2 separate regions of the Canis lupus genome follow, and region 2 is linked to region 1. Evidence: chromatin contacts called from public Hi-C data. All regions are on one chromosome and are shown on one strand. The core of a region is the stretch at or near the end of the contact, and the rest is flanking DNA. Distances in the headings are between cores, read along the strand shown. Region 1 holds the start of YPEL2 (protein yippee-like 2). Region 2 has its middle 92 kb from the start of YPEL2.

Evidence for each region. A called contact is a pair of places that touch in the nucleus more often than the background predicts.
Region 2: a Hi-C map of liver shows a contact between it and region 1, with 3 times the contacts expected there. The contact joins the enhancer-like site here to the promoter of YPEL2 in region 1. A contact is called at or near these places in 4 of 9 Hi-C or Micro-C datasets (amygdala, blood, liver and 1 more).

The regions. Positions count from the first base shown.
Region 1 is chr9:33,835,472-33,842,489 of UU_Cfam_GSD_1.0, forward strand. YPEL2 (protein yippee-like 2) reads left to right here and starts at 3,580. Exons shown (of 5, transcript XM_038547950.1): 1 at 3,580-3,733.
Region 2 is chr9:33,927,119-33,934,404 of UU_Cfam_GSD_1.0, forward strand. No RefSeq gene overlaps it. Among named protein-coding and RNA genes, the nearest start is that of YPEL2, 92 kb to the left of the region's middle. Within about 2 kb of position 5,598, at least 7 of the 20 cell types and tissues checked have an H3K27ac peak or open chromatin away from gene starts, as enhancers often do. A contact at or near this core is called in liver, where this site is marked.

The DNA of each region.
Region 1 (7,018 bases), core at 2,330-4,829:
GATGGATAACTGACAACTCCTGACGGGGAGTGCAGAGTGTGGAGTGAAATAACAGTGCTATGAATAAAGGGCTATGAGGGTACTGAGGAGAAAAATTAATTTTTCTAGGGAGATTAAGGGGAACTCCTCTGGAGAAGTGACATTTGATCTCATCTTTGGCCTGAGTCATTAAGCAAAAGGCTTTGAGATGAGAGGGAAAAAAGTAGAGGGAGGAGGAGAGGGGTGAAGGAGAGAATAACATTCCAACTGAAGGAAACTGTGGGTCAAGGTTGTGAGGCAGTGGGCATATTCATTCATTTGTTCACTCATTTATTGAACAAACAAACATTGGTTGAGGGGCAGATACTCTTCTTAGCATGAGGAAAACAATAGGAAGAAAGACAGACAAGGTCCTTGGTTCTTTTATGGAGTTGACACTTTAGAGAGTTGGATGGGGCAGACACAGAAAACAAGTAAATACGTGAACAAGGTAATTTCAGAGAGTGATATGTGGTATGAAGAATATGAGGTGAGAGAAGATATGACAGAGGGTACACTGGCAGGGAGGCATGAAGATTGGGTGGTCAGGGAGGCTTCTCGCAAGGAGGCATTTGACTTGGGGACCAAGTGGCAAGGAGGCAGCCTTCTGGGGCAAAGTGTTTCAGGTGGAGGGAACAGCAAATAAAAATACTATAACAGTCTAGGTAGGCCTGGTGCATTTGAGGAAAATAAAGGCAGCCAGCTTGACTGGAGCAGCACGAGCAAAGCGGCGATAGGCGAAGACCAGAGAGGTTGGCAAACTTGGTTAACAGTGCCTTATGGGCCATTGTAAGGAGTTTGCTTTGAAAAAGTACCATTTGGTGTGATGAGCACTGGGTATTATACTATATATTCGCAAATTCAATTTAAATAAGAAAAGAAAAAGAAAGAGTATCATTTGGTGTCGTGTAGAGAACAGATTGGAAGCCAGAAGATCAGTTGGGAGGCCATGCTTCCTCTAGGCAAGAGATGTTGGTGGCTCCAATTAGCAGACAGACGTGTCTGGAACAAATATACAAATATACATTTTTGAAGTAGACCTGACATGACCTGCTGATGGATTAGTGTGGGGGTGAGGGAAAGGAAGGTGTAAACATATCAAATGTGGATGTAGCAACAGTGGGAACATGGGATCAGAGAAAAGATGCTGGGAGAGAATGGCTGTTAAGGCTTTGGAAATGAATGTTTGGCCTCACAGACAGACAATGGTACCAGGCCATTAACAAAGCCAAGCTGATGACCTGTGAGGCCAGGAACCTCTCAAACTTTTACTGCCAAGCCTCTTACTTTTACTGGCAGTAAGTGTTGTTTTTTAGAACTCTTTGGCTAAACTTGAACAAATTTGTGTCTTTCCCTACATTCTCTCCATCTCATTTTTTGCCCTACAGGATAAATATCTATTCTTATACACTCTCTATTGGTCCCAGATTCTCTCGTCTGTAGATTCTTCAGAATAGTATCATCCGAGTCAAGCAGGAAGCTCTGTTCGTAATAGGGACTGAGTTTATATGTACCTAGGGGCAATGAGAGGTGCTTGCTTTCAGAGAGGGACAGAAGTTGCTTCTACTACTTTGTTCCACTTTTACCTTCACGCTTAGCAACTCACCATAGTTGGCGCTTTTGACTGGAGGAGGCATAATCAGTCTTAATAAATATTTTTTTGTTGTCCTTTGGCTGGCTGGTTGGTTCTATTGTCTCCTGGTCCTACCGACCTGTTCCCTTCTCCTGTCCCCGGCATACACACTGCAGGCCTGCAGGGGTCCTCAGATCTCCCTCTGAGCCACTGCACCAGGCTTGTCCTCCTTAGCTAACGTTATCTCTTATTTAAACAGAAACAGTAGCCACCAATCTTGTTACATAACATCCAAGTATCCTAGGTGTTAAACTAATGCAGCATCTACTGTCAGGGAATGTTGATCTGGCAACACAAATATTCACCGGGAGAATATTGCTGAAACGTTGTAGCAAGTTTGATTTCCTGGCCTTACTTAGAATTTTGGAGGGGAAGGGACTTTAGAAATCATGCTATCTCAATCTTCTTTGTTTTCCACTGTGAAATTTGCCCAGAAGGCACATCAGGGTTAGAAATCAGCCTCATGGTAATCTAAAGAGCCCATCACATTTTAGATAAAGGATTGTTAAACCTTTCTTGTTCATGATTCTTTCTTATCTGAAGAGCTTCCCCACCCCCCCCAGCTTTAGACTTTCCAAGTTTGTCAAATGTGAACAGTGACAGTGACATGGTGCTCCTGCTTACACCCAAACTGCAAATTTGAGATTGATATGTATGTATGATACTCATGATTTTTTGTTGTTTTTACGAACATTTTACTGACATTAGGACTGGATTCACATCCAACCATGCAACGTCTATCAACTGAACACAACATGAATGCGATGTATAGTAACTGAATCAGATCTATTTTAAAGACAGCTGGATAGACTTGCAGGTGAAGTTAGAGTCACCTGGGGATCTACTACCCCAGTAACAATTCTCAGCTTCTGTGCAAACCAGTATATGGAAGGAGGTGGAGTCAGCTGCACCTCCAGGTGCATCTCACATCCTGAGAGCTGCTCAATAAAACATGGGGTTTCCTACAGCTCTCTGAGGAACTGCAGAACCTTGGTGGTGATGTGAAAAGGCCGGGCCCCTCTCTTCCCCTCACCCCTGCGGGCATTCTTTCTCATCTCAAACTGACCTGTTTTACTACAGGGACACTGCCCACTCCACCCACCTGGTGCCTTCCTGGATTTCCTGACTACCTGGGCTTATTTTTTAACCTTCTCTTTCTTGAAAAGCACTGATCCAGAACGTGGGCTTCTCCCTTCTGGTCACTGACCATCCTACTTTTGTAGGCTAACCATCCACATTTCCCTTCAGAAAACTTGGAAAACCAGCAGCAATAGGAGGCTGGGCGCCTTCCAGTTCCCCTACTACATCTTTCCTACTTTTAACTGGTTGGAATTACTGGCAGAACAGAGGGAAGTGGAGATATGCCTTGCTTCTGACTAGGGCCTGGGCTCGTTCGGCATTATCTTGCTAAATTCAACTGGCCCGGGTCCTGGGGACCTCTTCAGGTAACTTAGGCTCTGAGTCAGGAATGGCTAAGGTGCAAGGAGGCAGTTACTGTCCTGGCCCTACAAGTACTAGGCAGTCTCCCCACTCCTAACCCCAGGTTCTAGGAATCCCGGCCTTGACCTGGGGACAAAACCCAAGCGCAAATAAACGGTCTCCTTCCAGGCACTGAAAGCCAACCGTCCCCATCCGTCTCTCTGCTCCTCGGCCAGTGGCCCAGCTTAGCCTGGCACGGCAGGAGGAGCACGAGCCGCGGCGGGCCAGACCCGGCGCTCGCCGCACTCCCCGCACCCCAGCCGGGCCGGGGCAGAGGGGTGGGGGGTGGGAGGCTGGGGAAGCGGGGGGCGGAGTTCCGTCCTTCGCTGATTGGCTCGGGGCGGATGGGCTGCGGCCGTGCCGAGCCAACCCGCGACGTGTTGCTAGGTGCCGAGGCGAGGGGATAGGCGCGGGGGCGCGTCCGTCACCTGGCAGCCCCCGGCCCCGACCCGGAGGGATGCGGAGTGGCGGCGGCGGCCGCGGCGGAGACTGTGGCTTTAAGAGCGCGCCCGGAGCCCGGGAGCCAGCCGGGCGGTCCGCTGCTGCTGCGCACCCCGGCGGAGCCGAGCCCTGCACTGGCCGGACGGGGCCGCCTGCGGCCGGGTAAGCGAACCCGGAGCGCGGCGCGGGCCGGGCGCGCGTGGGCGTGGGGCGCGCTGTCAGCGCGGGCGCCGGGCACGGGTCCCGGAGTCGCCCCGGCCCGGCGCCCGCGGAGCCCGCGGAGCCCGCGGAGCGCGCGGCGCCCTGTGCCCTGCGCGGCCGAGGCGGGGCCCGGCGCGGGGTCCCCGCGGGGGCTGCGGGCGCTAGGGGGCGGGCGGCGGGCCGCGGAGCCACGTGACCGGTTTGTTTACAAACACTGCCGGGCCCCGCGGCTCCTGCAAAAAACACCCGGGGTGCTGTGGGTCCCCGGGTCGCGGCCCGGGCGAGTCTAGGGCGCGTGGCTTGGCGGATGGGACTCGGACACCCGGTGGCTGTGGCTCCTCAGCATAGTTTCTGCGGGTTCGGGCTCCGTCGGGGCCCGGGGGCGGGGGGGCGGGGGGGCGGCGGCGGAGTTGCTTCGGACGCTCTCTGTCCTCGGTGACGCTGGGTCCCGGGGCGCCGCCCTCGGGGCCCCCGCCTGTGGAGGGGGGGTGCTGGCAGCCCTCGAAACTCCCAGCGGCGGTTGGCCGGCCCAGGGCCGAGGTAACCGCAGCCGAGTTCCTGCCTGGCCGCTTCCCGGAGCCTCCGGCTGTCCTTGCCAAGGGGGTGGGCGCCGACTCTCTCCTGCCCGACGGGACCGAGGGGCCTCCCCAGCGGGCACCTCCCAGGACCTGGCGCCAAGGGGCAGCCCCGACCTCCCACTGCTTCAAGTCCACCCTCCTTGGCCGCTGACCTCCTGGGTGTCTTGACTCAAGTGGTGGCTCTTCCCCCGTTGGGGTAACCACCTGTTCTTTTGGACGAAGCCCAGGAGACTGCCACTTCTGACTTCACTCTCAGCTTACAACCGCCTAAAAAGCCAAGTGAGTGAGTGTCCTCCGTTTTTCTCTGCTGCATGTAGCAGACCCTCCCACAGCCCCACCGGTGTGAATGGCACACAAAACTGCTCTTTCTGGCCGCCTTGTCAATTTGCTGTCTTGGGGTCCTGAGGATCTTTTAAGCGAGTCCTTGCTTCTGGTGAATCTAAAGGCTAATGAGACCTCTAGCTATTTATCTTTTCTTTGCCCTTCCTCTCTTGTTCCTCTCTTCTGGTCCAGTAAGGTGGGCTCCTCTGTCCTAGCGCATTGGGCAATCAGGGTAATTGCTTCCCTGTATCTCATTCAGTAACAGAACATGGGGAGAGCAAGGGTTAGGAAGTTTAGAAGTTAAGTGACTTGCCCAAGGTAACTCCTGTCACTGGCTCTGGGGAGGGAGATGACCTCACATGTTTGTTCTTCAGTACTCTCCTGGTTATGAAAACTCCAGGCCTTGTAGTCAGTAGGGTCGGATGACCACTCCCTGGCTTTGCTATGACTTTGTCATTGCCACAGGATGCAAAGGTGGGCCGAATCTTGAGTTCTGTTTCTCTCCTCATTTCCTTAGCACTTATGCTAAGGCTAAATCTTGTCCCTGATGTGGAACATTTTAATTCCTCTGGGCTGTGATATGAATGGCTATAAGTTCTTTACTGAGAAACTGGTCTGGCCTGAGGAGAGTTGTGCAAACTTCCTTTTGGCACCATCCCTTATTCCCAGCTCCATGGTAAGGGTCTCAGGCAAGAGTGGGGGCCTTGGGCTCCTACCCCTCGAGTTATTTGCGTTATTGGTTTAGGATTTGGTAATAGAATTTCTGGGACCTGTCTTGGTATCTGGTGCTTGAATTAAAATAAAACTTGCTGTTAGGGATGGAAAATGGAAAATAAACATCATGCACAAGAGTACTGTTTTCCTTCTTCCCTCTAGGAGAGTGGTTTTCAAACTTTGGGATCCAAAGTAAGGAATACCTTTTATATCACTGCACTGAGGTTCACAACTGTGATAAGTTCCAGGAAACAATTACCCTTGTTACCTGCTGTGTGCTCTCTAGTTTTTTCTTCTTAATTAAAACAACAACAACAAACCAACTGCTGGTCATGGGCTGCTAATTTGATTTATTGACCAAATGGGTGAATGGGTGATGGCCCACAGTTCAAGAAACGTTGCTTTAGGGCAGAGGTCCTCAAACTTAAATGTGTACAAAGATGACCTGAATAGTGTTCAGAATTGCGGTCTGTCAGTCCACTCTGGAGATGTTTATTCTCAATGGGGTGCATTTTTAATAAGTGGACTATGAGGTTGTGATGCAGGTGGTCAATAAGAAACCCTGGTCTAATGGGAATTTGGGCAATGAACAATGAAAGGCATTAACTGGATATGAAGCATGCAAAGCCTTAGTCATGTGTGTGACCCACTCTATGCAAATCCAAGATCATTCATCTGCTAGTCACACTAGCCTAGACTTTGATAGGTCTAAGGGTATAGCATTGTTTGCTTTCAGCTGCTGTGAAGCGTTGGCTTATAAGACCCCCATCCCTCCCATACCACCGTGCCCAATCCATTTGAGGGCTGCTGTTCAGTGTTCTGTATGGCTGGATGTTTTTAGGTGCGTGGGGTTGGGGTTGTGAGTAGTGTTGATGAGTCTGCTGTACTATTCATAGATTATGTGAATTTTCATGGTTTTAATGAATTTAATAGTTTTGAGGCAGTGACATAGTTATTATGCCTGGGGTATTAACAGTTGGTCAGCAGAAAATGTTGATGTTGTTGAATAGCTGAGTATTCCAAGCCATGTGGCCTGGGGGAAGGGCAGGCAAGCTGGTGATTTTTCTTGGAGGATGGGGGAGTCAGGGTTTGTCAACAGTTTAGTAAGAAGAGGCACAAGTTCACCTGACCTTGCCTACCTCAGGCCTGGTTCTTATGATACCATGGCTCCTGTGTGCAGGTGAATCTTGTAAGTTACCTCTATCTTTACCTTCAAGTACAAACATACAACACCTGATGCATCCACATGTTAGATGTTTCCCTCTCACTGTGTCTAAACATGTTGGTAGAAGAAATTTCCTTAAATTAATCAAAACTGCATTTAGCTTCAAATAGAACTCTCTCCAAATTCAAATTAAACTATGGTCCTTCCTGCCAAAAGTATGCTTTATATGGGAACACTAACTGTAGGATTGTTTAATGTTCAGTTTGGTCAGCTGCTTACATTTAGGATGTTTAGTGTTTTGAGCCTACAATAAAAAAGAAAGCAACAAATGGATGGCAAAGGATAGGATATCCTAGTATAGAAAAGCAGAGGGAAGAGATGTCTAGATGGGACTGAAATGGAGGATCAGGATCAGTTTCCTTGGTAAATTATCTTGGCATTTCTCTAGGGTCCATCAACAAACCAGTA
Region 2 (7,286 bases), core at 4,348-6,847, 94 kb after region 1:
AGTTGCTGGAACACAGAAATTGGTGTCAATGTGTTTGATCTTTAGAAAAGTCATTCTGAGGGCAGCTTCATGGTGTTTTAGGAACTAAGTGATGTCTTCTTCAAATGTCACTCAATGTCACAGTTCTTTTGCATTTGCTCATTCTTTCAACAAACATTGTTTGAGCACTTCCTATGTTCTAGACATTGTGCTAGGGACGAAAGACATCTTCCTACCTTTCAAAGAACTCAAGAGTCCAACAGTTAAAATATACTGGAAAGTATTATGATAGAGGTAAGCACTGTGTGCAGATGAAGGTAGAGAAAGACAACCCAACACAGAGTGGAGGAAATGAGGGTGGCAACATGGTTAGTGAAGTCTTTCAGAAAAGACAACATCTGAGCCAGATGATATGAGAGGGGTAAGGGTTCCAGATCAGGAACAGAGCAACTGTAAAGGCAAGGAAGAATAGAATTTATTCTCGTTGAACACGGAGGGGATTGGCAAGACATGAACTAGGAGTGGGGGGAGGGACCTCATCAGGCCCTGATAAGCCCCTCTATGGAGTCTGAACTTTTAGCTTGAAAACAATGGACAGTCACTGATGGATTCTTATGGAGGACTTCAGAACTCTTTGATTTTTAGTTTTTGTCTGATTTCCTATTCTCCCTCTGTCTGTCTGTTTTGACAGCTTATCTTCCTTCCTCCTTCCTTCCTTCCTTCCTTTCTTCCTTCTTCCTTCTCCCCTGTAAGCATGATTTTGGAAATTGCAGCTGCTCTGGCCAATGCCTAAAGTGTGAGTGATTTATTTATGTCTTGTCCATGCTTGGATTGAGGAAAAAGGAGTTGTAGATCCCTGAGACCTGAATTTTGATGGTAGTAAGAAGCAAAGTGAGAGGATCCCAGAAATAATTAATATCACCCAGAGAGTCTCCTTTTACTCAAACCTGGAGATACCTATATTCAGGTTTGAGGAAGGCAGGAGAAGTGATAGGTGTAGACAGGAATCTTCTTTTTTTTTTTTTTTAAGATTTTATTTATTTATTTATGAGAGACAGAGAGAGAAAGAGAAAGGCAGAGACACAGGCAGAGGGAGAAGTAGGCTCCATGCAGGGAGCCCAAGGTGGGACTCAATCCTGGGTCTCCAGGACCAGGCCCTGGATCGAAGGCAGCACTAAACCGCTGAGCCAAGTGTTTTTTTTTTTTTTTAAGGTTTTATTTATTTTTTAAAAAGATTTTATTTATTTATTCATAGAGACACACACAGAGAGAAGCAGAGACACAGGCAGAGAGAGAAGCAGGCTCCATGCAGAGAGCCTGACGTGGGACTCCATCCAGGGTCTCCAGGATCACACCCTGGGCTGAAGGCAGCGTTAAACCACTGAGCCACCCAGGTACCCTTTTTTTTTTTTTTTTTTTAAGATTTTATTTATTTATTCATGAGAGACAGACAGAGAGAGAGAGAGAGAGAGAGAGAGGCAGAGAGACACAGGCAGAGAGACACAGGCAGAGGGAGAAGCAGGCTCCATGCAGGGAGCCTGACGGGAATCTTCTCATGAGAGATTTACACTCTCGATACTTAAAATTGGGCCCCTGGACCAGAGAATCAGCAGTGACACCTGGAGATGTTTAGACAAGTGGAATTTCAAGCTTCAAGCCCAAGCCTACTAAATCAGAGTGTGCATTTTTTTTAACACCTAGGTGATTCTCACACACATGGAAGTTTGAAAAACCCTGATCTACAGGATAGGAAAACTGCATAGCTGGTAAATCTTATGTCACCATGTTGCAATCTTGTTGTTTTGCATGGCTGATTGATATGTAATCAGTTTGTCAACCTCTATGATTATAAATTTATGTCCTAAAGTAAACTTAATCAGGGGTTAAACCACTTGTACTCCACTGAACATTTCCAAGAAATCTCCTTGGAACCAGTGATGTTGAGATTCCTTTAAATAAAGGGTTTGCTGAATGATGGATAAAAGATTCATTTTCCCCCCTTATTGTGACAAAATATACATTAACATAAATTTACCATTTTAACTATTTTTAAGTGTACAGTTCAGTAATAGTAAGTTTATTCACACTGTTGCGCAACCATCACCACCATCCATCTCCAGAACTTTCTTATCTTCTTAAACTGAAACTCTCTGCCCATTAAATAGTAACTACCATTGCCCTCTCACCCCAGGCCCTGGAAACCACCATTCTACTTTCTGTCTTTAGGAACTCTACTCTAGGTGTTTCATATAAATGGAATCATACAGTATTTGTCCTATTCGTATCTGGTTTATTTCACTTAGCATAATATCTTCAAGGTACATCAATATTGTGGCTTGTATCAGAATTTCCTTCAGGAAAAGACTGAATCACATTCCACTATATGTATCTGCCACATTTTTTTTTTCACCATTCATCCATCAATGGACACAGGAGTTACTTATGTTTTAGCAATTGTGCATAATGCTCCTGTGAACATGGGTGTAGAGAGATTCATTCCTATCATCAGCATTCATACCAGGCATGCAGCTCCTCTTCCTGGCATCTCCACATTATTTCTAGAGGTGTGACACAATAAACATAAAATTCACAGTTAATGGATGTTCTCAATGAATTTTCTTTAACATATCTAGTCTCTAGTTGACTCCTCATTAAGAAAAGGGAATTTGCTATTGCTTGGAATGAAATGTCTGTTCCGTTTAGTGTCTCTGTCTGAGAGCAATGGCCTCCTGAATATAAACTCAGAGCCAGAGCCAAGACATTAATCTGTGAAGCTTAAGTATTGATTTGGTGACGCCATTCTCTTCCCCTGATGCTATTCCTATCAACTCAAATTATCTCTGTGAATGTAGGAACCATTTTTTTCTGGGTGCACTGGGCAGCTGGTGACAAGCTGTTTGCTGATGAGCTGTGACAGAGATGAGCAGTCAGCTGCTCCTGGGCATTAGACGTCCTCCCTCCCAGTGCTACTGGTCAAAGGAATTTGCAGCCCTGAAGCCAAGGGGCAAACACCCACTTGGGCAGACTCAGGGCTCCAGCCTGATTTCAGAAACCCCAATAGCTCTCAGAGAAAGGGGAAGAGTCCCTGATCTTGGTGAAATTATTCTAAGGAATTATATAAAGGGTATTATTTCCTCATATTGATCATATTTCTTTTGTGGACTCTCCAGTTTAGGTGTGCTGCTTCAGGGAGCTGGTGGGACTGCTTACCCTCAGGCATCCAGTGGGGGCGCTCTTCCACTTTCCATTTCATGCCTACTGTTTCACCCCTGGGTCAACTCTTTGGGTTATCAGATGTGTGTGTGAAGAAGAGAGGGTTACAATCACACCAGCTCATTTGGAAAATAAACACTGAAACTCTGGATTTCATTTTCTGTGCAATCACTTTTGCTTTGAAACTAAATCTAGACCTAAAGACAGGAACAACACAAGTTTCCAATTTTCATGTTAATTCCTGGCCCTCAAGGATGATTAACTTTATCTAGAAACTGAAAACACATTTGGGCTAATCTTTTATGAGATCTGATTAAGAGCTTTACAGCAAAGATTTGCACCACATTAGAAAGGCTCAAGCAATTTAGGAGAGTGCACATGTAAGGAATTTTCCTTTTACCCGATTATAAAAGAAGAGCTAGAAATCACAGCCAACTGCACAAGAAGGGAAAAGGTAAGGACCGGCCTGTTTGAATCCAAAGGAAAAAAGTTTGCATGTTGGTGAGCACATTTGAAGACTTTCCATGAGAACCACTGACAAAACCAAAAGGCATAACATGTGATGAGGTTATATGCATGCAGAGTCACAGGAGCATGTAATGTGCTATAAGGATTCAAGGAAAGTCTGGGGACATGCATAAGATAATAAAATATCTGTAGGCCACTGTCTAGAATTTATACTTTGCCTCTTCTGGGGTTTTATCCTGATCTCTCCACATCATATGCCTTCCCCTGTCTTTTGCCCTCCCCATTAATACATGCTTATCAAAATCTCACCACCAGACACCTCACAGATTGACACCTCTTAGCCATAATCGTTCTTTTGCGTCCTGTCAAAATGTGTTGTATATGCTAGGGCAGCCTATCTGGCATTAATGACACATTTCTTAGTGGTCACTTTCAAGACATTTTTTCACATGGGTGGTTTGTGCTCCTAAACCAGTCTGTAAGTTCTTTGAAGTAAGCACTATTTGAGGGTGTATTTATTAGAGTGTCCTAAAGCAGTGCTCCCTAAACTTTAATATTCATGGGCATCAATAGGGGATCTTACTAAAATGAAAATGTTAATTCAGCAGGAGTAGGTTGGGCCTGAGATTCTGCATTTCTAACCAGTTTCTAGGTATTGGTGCTGGTTGGAAGACCACTTTTTGAGTAGCAAGGCCCTAAAACACCCAGGATGGTGCCTCAACTAAACAAGTAATGCTTTATATTGGTAGTAGTTCCCAAATTCCTCTTGTGAGGCCAGATCCATTCAAGTAAGTGCTACCTCATGATCAAAGGGTAAGTCCTCTTCCTTTCGATCATGAGACTGCCCTCTAAATTAATTGAAACCTGAGGACGTAATTTTGTTATAATGCAATTGTTTGAATTTGTGTTTAAATTTGAGGAGTATGAGTGGTTTTACTAATGTAATTTGAGAGGACTGATGAATTATTTGGCTGTGCGTGGCCCAGCCCTGATGCTAGGCCACTCTTGATAAGAGCCACAATTATACTAGCTGATCCCAGAAACAAGAGCACCCACTAGCCTGCATAGTGTTGAGAGTTGTAACTCCCCTTCTGGACAAAGGGCCCTCACTTTTCTCCAGATGGGTTAAGTAGGTGGAGGCAGAAACAAAGCTTACTTTTGTTGACCGGGGTCCAGTCTATAGTCTCTGTTTCCTATAAGAAGTCCTGCTCTGTCAGAGACAAAGAACTCCATCTTAGTTTCACCTTCAAAACAAGGAAAATCGGTCTTCACTTTTTTTAAAAAAGACAATTTTTTTTAAGTTTTAAAGATTTTTATCTATTTATTTGAGACAGAGAGCATGAGAGAGAGATCATAAGCAGGGGAGGAGTATAGGGAGAAGCAGACTCTCCCACTGAACAGGGAGCCCGATGCTGGACTCAATCCCAGGACCTGAGCTGAAGGCAGATGCTTAACTGACTGAGCCACCCGGGCACCCATAACTAGTCTAACTATACAAAGCAGACTTCAATAAATGCTTTTTAACTAGGAGGGATAGACCAGAAGGGCTGGCAGCACAAGTGAAGCTGTGGAAATGTCTGACTGGTCTCATGGCCTAGTACCAATAGGTGGACAGGCCAGCCTCTCAGGACCTGGCTTTATTTGTCAGTAAAACCAAGGAGTGGGAGTGGAAGATGTTTACCAGCACCAAGAATCTGTGATTCTGATCATCATATCAGGGAAAGGCACAGAAGGAGACAAGAACTCCACACTTGGCTATTCGACAGCACAGTGGGACTGGGAGCCTCTTGGCATGTGCCTATCCTCTTTCTGGTCTCAGCCCCAGTGCTGGTCCTGACAAGACACTAAGTTGTCCTCTCCTAGATAATTCGGTGCCTCCCATCTGCCAGCCTGGTATAGAAAGACTTGAAAAGATATGCCCTGTGCTGCCACCTAATGGCTCTGATTCTATCAAGGTGATTCGTCAGCACCATTCGGCTATTACAGAATCTCTAGGCCCTTTATAAAACGTAATCCACCAGCTATGAGAACCTAGCAGGAAAGAATAAACATAGGGGATTTCCAGGTGCCATTGCATCCCCAGAATCAGGAACCATGATTGTTAAGGACCATAATTTGTTTTTTGAACTTTGTGATTTCCTCCTTGTCATTTCCTGTTTCCCTGTAATGATTAACAGTAAAACTCTAAAAACAGAAAGAGCCCGAGGAAGCAGGGGACTGGGGGGACAGCAGTCCAGGGGTTGGGGTAAACAACTCTAGGGGATGGAGTGGGTGGCAGGAGCTGAATAGCTGGAAGGAAAGTAGGTTGAGTCCTCAGGCTTGTTTGAAAATGGAAGGAGGGGGTGGAATAAAGTTGTGTTCTAGTGGGAATGAAGGTAACAGTCTTAAAAGCATTGTCATTCTTTCCTGTTTTGCCTTTAGATGTACCAGTCTCTTTTTCCATACAAGATGAAGCAATAGTAGTAGTCCACTAGTGTTATAGTTCAGGGGCCTTTGTAGGAAATGATTGTCTTAGAGTGAAGATCTTAAATACAAGTATCCACAAAAGGGCCAAGCAGATAAGGCTGGGGTCAGCCTTGGGTAAGTCTATAGTGAGTGGGGGACTGTGGTGGGCTGGACAGGACTTACCTATCCTGAGAGGCAACAGCTGCCCAGCCCTTGGTGGTCATGGCCCTAACCAAATTGTGTGCTCACATTGCTTGATCTTTCTAATTTTCGAGAGAAGCTGGAAATTTACATTAATATGTGAAGTCTCTTTAATTTTAAATGTTGGCAGCTAATGCTCCTTTGAAAACAAACAACAGCAACCTCATATGGGCCAAATAAAGCATGTCAATGAGATATTTTTAGCCCAAAGGCCAACTTTTTGAAAACTTAGACCTAGCAGTTTGCATTCTGGAATCTCAAAGCATTAATATGCTTTTTGTGAGGCATATGATCTGTCAACAATAGCAAACTACTATCAAACAAGCAAATATTGGATAAATCATATCTGAAGGGTTTGAGTATATTCATTCAATAAATCAAGAAGCATTGATTGAGTGCCTAATATATGCTAAGTAATGATAAATGAAACTTTTTCTATAACAGGCCATATAGCAAATACTTTAGGCTTTGAGGGTCAAATAGTCTCTATCATGACTACTCCGCTCTGCCAGTTATAATTACAAAGTAGCCTTAGACAATACATAAACAAATGGGTGTAGCTGTGTTCCAATAAAACTTTATTTACAACAGGCAGCAGTTCAGATTTGGCCCATTGGCTATAACATGCCTATCTCTGATCTAAAAAATCTCAAGCCAATTTGAAGTCTAATGCAGCAGCTTTCTTTAAGGAAATCTACATGTTTATGCTTGGCCTATTCAGACAAGGAATTAGGGTGGTATCACTAATATTTTTAAGTTATAGGGCAGCCCGGTAGCTCAGCGGTTTAGTGCCGCCTTCAGCCCAGGGCCTGATCCTAGAGACCGGGATCGAGTCCCACATCAGGCTCCCTGCATGGAGCCTGCTTCTCCCTCTGCCTGTGTCTCTGCCTCTCTCTCTCTCTCTCTGTGTGTGTGTCTCTCATGAATAAATAAATAAAATCTTAAAAAAAAAAAAGTAAGTAAGGGGTAAGTAGTTTACC